Regions from separate parts of the Pan troglodytes genome. Here region 2 is linked to region 1. Evidence: chromatin contacts called from public Hi-C data. All regions are on one chromosome and are shown on one strand. Each heading gives the region's core, a stretch centred on a gene start, on an enhancer-like site or on the middle of the called end of the contact. The rest is flanking DNA. Distances are from core to core; before and after follow the strand shown. Region 1 has its middle 64 kb from the start of USP24. Region 2 overlaps USP24 (ubiquitin specific peptidase 24).

What was found. A called contact is a pair of places that touch in the nucleus more often than the background predicts.
Region 2: a Hi-C map of a lymphoblastoid cell line shows a contact between it and region 1, with 3 times the contacts expected there. The contact joins two enhancer-like sites. A contact is called at or near these places in 5 of 7 Hi-C or Micro-C datasets (blood, induced pluripotent stem cells, a lymphoblastoid cell line and 1 more) and 1 of 1 other capture datasets (stem cell-derived neural stem cells).

Annotation. Positions count from the first base shown.
Region 1 is chr1:175,694,718-175,699,585 of NHGRI_mPanTro3-v2.0_pri, forward strand. No RefSeq gene overlaps it. Among named protein-coding and RNA genes, the nearest start is that of USP24, 64 kb to the right of the region's middle. Within about 2 kb of position 2,729, at least 4 of the 24 cell types and tissues checked have an H3K27ac peak or open chromatin away from gene starts, as enhancers often do. A contact at or near this core is called in a lymphoblastoid cell line, where this site is marked.
Region 2 is chr1:175,822,559-175,827,530 of NHGRI_mPanTro3-v2.0_pri, forward strand. It overlaps USP24 (ubiquitin specific peptidase 24), which reads left to right. Exons shown (of 68, transcript XM_016919208.4): 16 at 1-45. Among named protein-coding and RNA genes, the nearest start is that of USP24, 64 kb to the left of the region's middle. Within about 2 kb of position 2,508, at least 1 of the 24 cell types and tissues checked has an H3K27ac peak or open chromatin away from gene starts, as enhancers often do. A contact at or near this core is called in a lymphoblastoid cell line, where this site is marked.

The sequences.
Region 1 (4,868 bases), core at 1,479-3,978:
GTTTTTTTTTTTTTTTTGCTTTCTTATCACTCATGTATTCACTGGCACAGAACTTTTAATTTCCTTCAATAAATTTTCCTTTGCATTCATAATGTGGCTAACTGGCACAAGAGGCCTAGCTTTCAGCCTGTGTTGGCTTTCGTGATGCCTTCCTCACTAAGTTTTATCATTTCTAGCTTTAGATTTAAAGTTAGAGATGCACAACTCTTTCTTTCACTTGAACACTAAGAGGCCATTGTAGGGTTATCAACTGGCGTAATTTTAATATCATTGAGTCTCAGGGAATAGGGAGGCCCAAGGAGAGAGAGAGATGGGGAAACAGCCAGTGGAGCAGTGAGAATACACACAATATTTATCTATTAAGTTTATTGTCTTATGTGGGCACCGTTCATGACACCCCAAAACAATTACAACAGTAACATCAAAGATCACTGATCACAGATCATCATAATAACAGATATAATGATAATAAAGAAGTTTAAAATTTTGCAAGAATTACCAAAATGTGGCACAGACACACAAAGTGAGCACTTGCTGTTGGGAAAATGGTGCCAATAGACTTGCTAGATGCAGGGTTGCCACAAACCTTCAGTATGTAAAAAATGCAACATTGACAAAGTGCAATAGAACAAAGTACAGCTTTACTAGAAAAGTTATCCAATTATGAATTGTTAATTGAACTCAGCCATCAGAAGTTGCTGATAAATAGGCCAGGCACAGTGGCTCATGCCTGTAATCCCAGCACTTCGGGAGGCAGAGGCAGGTGGATCACCTGAGGTCAGGAGTTCGAGACCAACATGACAAAACCCTATCTCTACTAAAAATGCAAAAAAAAAAAAAAAATAGCAGGGCACTGTGGCACACCTGTAATCCCAGCTATTCAGGAAGCTGAGGCAGGAGAATTGCTTGAACTGGAGAGGAGGAGGTTGCAGTGAGCTGAGATCACGCCACTGCACACCAGCCTGTGCAAAAGAGCAAAACTGCCTCAAAAAAAAAAAAGTTGCCAGTAAATGGCAAAGTAGTTGCAGAAATTGATCAGAAAGAGATCACATGTTGGAGATGATGAAAAAAAAAGGGTACTTGGTGGCTTGTTCCTATTTCCAAAGTTCCAGAAGGAACTGTTGAAGCAAATAAATTAAGAACCATCCCCTCAGATTATGTATACATTCACCTCTCATCAGAATCTGAGCTTTATGAGAGAAGAGATAATTTTGTTCCCTTCTGTATCCTCAGAACCTAGAACACTGCTTGGCACAGAGTAGGTGCTCAAGAAAAAACACTGTTGAATGGATTCATATTAACCCATATGATGGCAGCACAGAGGCGGCAGGAGAGATCATGGAGAACCCAAAATCACTGTTAAAAGTTGTACAAGGCCGGGCGCAGTGGCTCATGCCTATAATCCCAGCACTTTGGGAGGCCGAGGCGGGGTGGATCACCTGAGGTCAGGAGTTACAGACAAGCCGACCAACATGGTGAAACCCCATCTCTACTAAATACAAAAAAATTAGCCAGCATGGTGGCACGTGCTTGTAATCCCAGCTACTTGGGAGGCTGAGGCAGGAGAATTGCTTGAACCCGGGAGGCAGAGGTTGCAGTGAGCCGAGATTGCGCCATTTGCACCCCAGCCTGGGCAACAAGAGCGAAAATCTGTCTCAAAAGAAAAAAAAAATTGTACAAATATGACACAAAAACTGTTTCAGGTAAATTTAAATGTTCAAAATTATATCCAATTTTAGAAACACATTTATCCTTTTTCTTATATCTTTCCCCCAAAATAATTATTATATAGTCCTAGTTGGGCATGGTGACTCACGCCTGTAATCCTAGCACTTTGGGAGTCCAAGGTGGGAGGATCACTTGAGGCCAGGAGTTCAAGGCCAGGAGCTCAAGGCTGCAGTGCTGCTGCACTCCAGTTGGGCAACAAAGCAAGACCTTGTCTCAAACAAATACACGTACGTACATATATATATATGAAATATACTGATAATTAATATACAATGCCCTTCCTCTTCCATCATCTCTAATAATAATAATATGACATAGAGAATACTAGTAATTAATGCACAATACATCACATAAATTGATGAAAACAGCTAACAGGTTGTTACCATTTTTTCTGCGAATGGGCCAGTGAAATCTGTTGAACAAAAGGAAACAGAAGAGCATGTGTGTGGTAGAACACAGAGGCCAGGAAGGGGCTCGAAGAAAGGAACTGAGAGAAGATGGGGCAAGAGGAGGCTGACACCAGAGGAGGAAATTTCCAAGGGGGGGCGGGTTAGAAGACGTTCAGGAGGGGTATCTGCGAGCAGGGGAGGAAACATTCTGAGCAGCTCAGCTGCAGAACCTTTGCTCCCTCATCCCTGGGACTCCCAGCCACTCTGCTATGCGGCTCTCTCCCAGGGACTACTTGATGGTCTTTTTGACTTTTTCCTGAATGCTCCACCTTATTTTTAATCATGGTTATTCTACAAAGCAATTACTCCACCCCATCCCCTTACTATAGGAAGCTAATTCTAAAAAAATTAATCAACTTTTAAAATAAGAATGCTCAGGATGAAGTCTTCACTAAAGTCTGTTTAAAAAAGGAGATGGCTATCTTCAGGGAGTGATTAATCGCAGCCTTTGCTATGCTTGACTAAATCACCCCTTGAAGCACTATTGATTCCTAACATTGGTGACAGGGGAGAACGCATCAGCCACCGTCACAGTTGTGCGCATGTCCACAAGAGGGCAGTGGTGCATGCAGTCAGAACCCAAGTTCTCACCCTGGCCTCAGCCGCTGGGATCAGAATTAGGGACTGCGATATAAGATCCAGAGTCAGAGAGCGAAGATCATCTCACACACACATGCTCACACACACAGGCGCACACGCACGCACACACACACAACACGTGGAGCACGGAGGCCCCGGGAGAAGGACTCGCCTATGATCTCACAGAGACAAATTGCAGAGCTAGGCCTCCCTCCCTTCATCAGTTGTTCCCTGGGGAGTTTCTGTTAACAGACATGCTGGGGCCCACCCAGACCCAGTGAGTCAGAATCTCCAGGTGGGGCCCAGGCCTCAGTTTTTTAAAGCACCCCAGGGTTAAGAAGTCCTGCTATCTCCATGGTTGCCTCTCAACAAAAGGGAGAGAAAAGAGAGAAATATGAGTCTTCTATATCTTAGCAAGTGTCAACACACTAAATGGGGCAGGAGATGGGGAGGCAATAAATTACGCAATATTAAGAGAAAATGAATACAAAACAGAGTATAAGTCAAGGCCGCAGCAAACAGTCAAGGTCCTACTCAAATGGGGTACCTTGGGGAGAGTTAACAAAGGAATTGCAAATGTATAGTCAGGATGTAGAGAAACCTTAAATCAGTATCTGTGGGGGCAGTGACCCCCAGGCCAAAGGGAGTGGTTATGGGAATCTAGGGACAAGGTGGGCTGGGTGGCTTCCCACCACCTGGCAGGAGCTGTGATCTTCAGTAGAGGGAAGCAGCCAGGGGAATTAATACGCAAACCCACTCTTCCCCACTCTCTGAGTCCCTGCCAGTGCTCTCTGGGCCAAACTCAACCAGAAGCCAAAAGGCAAGGCAGCCATTGAGAGTCCCTAGAGATCTGCTCCTGTGGCACAGAACTGGCTGACCAAGGACAGAGAGTGCTTCGTTGACACACGCAATCACTGTTCAAGCGTTTGTCCATTCAACAAAAGTTGAATGAGCATTGCTAGATACAGACAGTATTGCGTGTAAAACGACTTTCACTTCCATTCCTCTGTGGATGAGGAATAGACATTTTTTTGCTGGTTTGAATGCAATATAGGCAAAGTCTCTTCTGGGAAAACAATAATAGGGCTTTAGTTAGAAGAAGAGTAATGCCTAAATATTCTTACTTCTTGGATTTGTTTTAATATAGCAATGAGCAACTTTCTTTAGAATTGGAAAATAGGAAAAAGTTTTCATTAAGTTACAATACAATAGGGTTGGTAACTTCCTGGTTGGAACTACAGAATCTCCTTTCTGAGGCTTAGAAAAAAGATATATGTTCCTTAGATTTATTATACATTTTCTGCCTGTTCAAAGAAGTTTCATATATTTCATATACATTATCTTGCCCCTAACCTCCCTCCATCAGGGCATTTATCTGATCCTGGAGGTGGAGTCAGGGGTTTACAGTTGAGAACTCAGCAAAATTGAGTCTCAGTTCTCCATGACCTCACTGGATAACCTTGGCCCAGTCACTTCCCCCATCATAACATGAGAGAGCTGGATGAGACGTGTAGGTTTCAAACATTTCTCAGCAGGAGGACTTAAAAAAAAACTTACATGGCAACCAACAATATAACAGATTTAGTAATTCTGCACTTGTTGAAATAGACTCCCTCTTACCCTGTGGCTAAAAACTCCTGTGGAAATTCTAGAGAATTTTTCAAATTCCTTCCAGGACTGTGTTCTATGAAATATTGGTTCCATGACATAGTAATATTAGCATTTGCGGGGGAAGTAGGGGTATCAGCAAAGTTCAACAGATTCTCTTTGCTGTGGGAATTTCGGGGACTTTAATATGGTAAAGTGTTTTGTCAATCTCTAGTCTGGTGATTTACTATATAGTTGGAGAAACAATGATCCAGACAAATTTCTTTTGATTTTTTTTTTTACCACAATCCACAGTCAGAAATACACTTTCTATCATGCGTGACTCAACACACACACAGAGTTACACACATACACACATTTCACAAAACAGTATTTATCTTTACTGCATTCTTATACTGTCTAGTCTATTTCTCTCATTTTTTAAATGTTTAGATTGTGTGTGAGCGTGTACATGAATGTGCGTGTGTGGGTGGATGGGTGTGTGTCACTGGGTCATAGTGCAAA
Region 2 (4,972 bases), core at 1,258-3,757, 130 kb after region 1:
GGAGAATGGTCAGGTTTGGAAAAAAACAAGAAGGATGGATTCAAGGTAAGAATTTGCAGATGGAACCAACTAAAAGGTATACTAGTTTAATAATTTCCTTTAATAAATTACATCACAATTTTAAACTAATAGTATGTTTTAGTGTTTCTTAATGTTCATATTAAACTTGATGTCTAAAAATTTGTTTATGACCTATGCTTTATTATTTAAAGCTTGGGAGGTACTCTTAATGGGAAAAAAAATCTAGGGTCACGTTCAAAGAGTAATTTTATTATATAATTTTCATAAAATTAGAAGATTTTCAACTTAGTTTTTCTTTTTAAAATTAAATCTAAAGTATGCACAGTTTTAATAAGTACAGTGGACTCCAAATAAATATTGTGCTTGTTTTTCTCCCATAAAGGAGAAATGGAGGAGCATTCATAGTATGAGAGAGAGAAAGGAAGGAGGTTCAGTCATCGATTGCACATAGTAGTGTTTCAGGTTCTTCATTTAGACATGTTCCTAAAGTAATTCTATAGGCAGTCATTCAGTGAGTATCTGTTGCTGGGGCTTCGTTTTAGAAGGTAGGGTTGGATACGGACTTGTATAAGAGGGACTGGGACTGTAGGTTACTGTGAACTTCTGGACTGTCCTTGGAGGTGGTGGTTAGCAGATTGAGCGGTAATGATTGCAGCTCTCCTGCTGTTCCAGTCCTTAAGCCTCAAGCCTCTCCTCTGAGAGGGCTGATCACAGCAGCCAGCTCAGTGGACTGTGCTTCTGTTGTTGCAGCAGCCCTAATTGGAGCAGCGTTGTCCTCTCACCTAGACCCTCAGGGTGCCCAGACCAAACTTAAAGCCTAGCACTGGAAAGGCTTCCACTTTCTGATTTTCATTTTATTATTAACATAAGAAAAGTTTTGGTAGAATAACTAGTGGCTTAATAATTTCATTAGTAAAACATATTCCTTGGCTTTTGTTAAGTATTTCTTTAAAGGATCTTGGATACTGCCAACTAATTTTCATTGGTATATTAAGAGACTCTTAGCTCAGTGGGCTTTTATTTCTTATGTTGTGTTTGATCACAAAGTTTAGTTGGGGGCATTGAAGAACTTTGTGTTTTATATTTCTGACACTGAAATGTGACCAGGTGAATTTTCTACATGTAACCCAGCTTTAGAAATTTTAAAAGGTATTTGCAAACTGGAGCTGGTAATTCTCAGGTTATGAGGAATTTTTCTTTTAACTCAACAACATTGCTTTCTTTTCACTCAGATACAATTTGAATTTTTCCAGTTTCCTTAGCTCAGTGATTCAAATAACTTAGCAACCTCTCCTTATGATTAAAATTCATCCAGAGTTACTGAAGATGTTTAGAACCTTCAATAGTAAGAGGAAAAGGGTATCCATAGAAAAATGGTCTTGTCTTCTCAGCAACAGACACGTTTCCTTTACATATAAAAGGTCAAAGCTAAATGGATTTTTCCCTCCCTCCAGGGAAGTGGCGTTTGAAACCAGAATATCCCTCCTGACCATTATTCCTTCCTTGTTACAGCTAAGCATTACTTAGCTTTTCTAGTCAGTTGCATCATTGCATCTTTATTGCTTCTCTTTGCAGTCATTTCATTTATGTCTGTTGTTTTATAACAAAACTCAAAAAGTAAAAGGAGAATTTTTGGAGTTATTTTGTGAGACTCGAAAGGAATATTCTTTCTTTTTTATTTCCCCACTGCTCCCAGTAAAGAAATACTGGTGTACCATTATTTCATTCTAAACAATAATATCTTGCCTTTTATATAGCACTTTTCAGTTTACTAAGTGCTTTCATGGACTTTTACAAAGTACACATTGCTGAAGGGGGGCAGTGGGAAGATCAAAGCCCCCTGGATATGGCTCCAGGCAGGGGGGTGAATTATTTACTTCCACTAAAGGTGTTTTTCTATGCTATGCCCTTTCCTGCCAGGCAGCAAGGTGGGCTGACTGGGGATTATGTCTCCCTGCCAGGCTACACAGAAACTAAGCAAAGGGTAAGACAAGATCACCCACTTCTTACTCCCCTCCCACCCTCAGCTACCTCTATTCCCCCAACTGATTCCCCTTCCCTCTGCTTTTGATACTCTTAAAATTCCCAAGTTCCACTGTTGTGTTCAGAAATTCTGACCTTGATTTCCTAACTTTATTTCTGTAGATTCTGCAGGGTACCCTCGGCTCCCTTGGTCCTCTTTCCTTTGCTGCTTCTATACCTTCCACTGTCTACCCCAATCCTTCCCTCTTATGTCACTTCTTTTTTTCTTCAATTAAAAAGTTTAAATGTACTCATCCAAAAAAAAATTACTAAACCAAAAAAAACCCTCATTTTTCCTCAGTTAGTTGTACTGCATATTCCTTAAGTTGTTTATCTTCAGGCCACCTACCATAGTGCCTGACAGGCTTTTAGCAAATGTTGGTTTCCTTCCTCTTACTTCCTCCCCTTCACCCTATGAGGACACCAAAAGCCTTACATAGCCATAGCTGAGTTGCCTCTACTTACCGAAACACGTAACAGAAAGTAAAAGTAGCAAGATGTCCTCAGTACAGATACGTTCACATGATGTGGTTAGTACAGGAGGAAATAACTTTTAGAAATTGTCCTCCCAAGCAAAAATTTTTGCTGTGGTCCTAGATAGAAGGATAGGTCTGGAAAAACAAGACAGATGAGGAAGTGGGGATGTTCAACTTTGAGAAGAGAGAACTCAAGAAAATGTGAAAGCTTTTTTTAAATACTTAGAGCATTGTTATAGAGAAGTTTCATTCAACTTACTTTTTATGTCTCCTAAGAAGTTATGCAGAAGCATGTTTCAGTATCAATGAACTTTTATGTGAGAACAGTCTGAAAACAGAATACAGTCCCTTCTGAGGTAGTGAGTTCCTCATCAGTGGAAATACTAAGTCAGTCATTGTATAAAAAATGAATAAAGAGAATTTAGGCATAGGTTTGCAGGCTAAACCAACTGACCTCTAAGGCTTCATCTAATGTTGAGTCCAATTTAGACATCCCATCAGCTCCTACTTATGAAATCTCCACTCTGTGACATTATCAGATATCTTCAATGTAATTGGAGAAGAGTAATTTAAATTTTTCTTATAACTTGTCACCATGTCATAGATAAGATGAAATAAACAACATCTTTCCTGTTTGCTAAACTTTAAGAAGGCTATATCAGAAATAATTCTTAAATTTTAGTTTTATAGACTTTTTCTTTGAATTTTATTGTATAACAAGTTACCTTCAAAGGATAATTTTCAATATTAAATAAAAATATTGTTCCCATAATTGACTTAACTGGCCATCATGATACTTTTTAATATATTTGCTTCTTGCTGAAGAGTTCATATTTATGTCCCAATTTTGTAATCCTTTTGGGAAGGTATCTGTTTGGATATAAACCTTACAGTTTTTATTACTGTCATTTTGCAACTTTTATAGTGTAGCCAGAAGTAGTCTAGCTAGTCTCACAAGTAGTTGACCTTTAATATATACCTTATTTCTGTGATTCTAAGATGCCAGTGATTGCACCCTGCAGCTCAGATTTAATAAACTTGCAAAGAAGAAAAAAAGAAACTGTCCGTTTTGCAGTTATGGACCATTGGTTTAGATTCTTAATGAAAGGTTGAGCCTAAGCCTTTTTTTGAACAATTATGAACAACTTCATGGGAGCACACTGCTTTGCATTGTATATAGTAATGCTTTGGACCTCTCTGAAATCTTTATGATTAGCTGTATAATTTTGAGGCATGTTGATGAATATGGAGTTTTGTGTGCTTGTTCTCTTTTGTAAAACTCAACTTGCTTTTTTTCATAATTGAGTTATATACACTACAAGTTAAACACCTTCTCTTGAAATAAGGTGCAGCTTAGGACAGAGAGACATTTAGTGCTGAGTGGTACAGCCCTTCACAGGGTATGAGTCTGTCATGCCAACTTCTGGCTTTGGAAAATGCTTTAGTGTGAGACCACTGACTGTTTTATTTTAATTGTGTTGATGGACACAACTGGTTAGTTAGTGTTGCATTATAGTGTAATCTTTTTGATAACATTTAAGTAACAAATTAGTGATCCAAATTTAAGTGAGAAAGCCATTCTTGTTTGGTACTACCTATACCAGGTAACAACTAAAATGATAGGTAGAAGAACAAATATCTTTTGTGTACAGCTAAGTTTGCACATATTCAGGTAAGCACAGCTATATAAAAACTTACTCCTGTGCCTAGTGGCTGGTGAGTTTCTTGTGACATAATTGTCTAAAGTGTCACTTTCAGATATGTTAAAATATATGAAATCTTTTTAAAATATATGAATCTAGGAAATACAGTATTTGCTGATTGAGGATTGGCTGATCCCTATGAGGCAAGGAAAAAAGTATTGTGTGACAATAACTTGCTCACATTTACATATTCAATAGTGAGATGTTTCTCTACAAAGACAACAAAAGTGTATTTCCCCTTCACAAGGGTCTTCATCTTACACTAAGGCTCAATAGAACAAGGAGGCTTTAAAACAAAAAATTCAGCCTCTGAGGAATGCTGAGGAGAGTTAAGTTTTTACTCAGCTTTTTGGTTAGAGATTTAATAGTCATGTTTAAACTGAAATTCTTACCAAATTTTGAAATTTCATAGTTTGAAAGATGCTATTTATTAAAAAGTAGTTCTCTTTATAAAGAGTATTACACAAACAGTAGACTTTTTAGATCTGTACTATGACGATCTGGATTGTCATATACCAGTTTCAGAAATAATATATTTGAAAGTGTTTTGAAAAATGTACAGTGTAAGTGTAAAATGTCTGTAATAATTAATAAAAATAGAATTACCTCTTATGAAAGTGTTTTAACTAGGAAATACAGATTATGAATATTTTCTTTAATATTTAGACCACTACCAGTGTCTTGATCATATCATTGGTATCCTAGTCATATAATCATAGAAAGCAATATTCTTACTCCATTTTACTTACC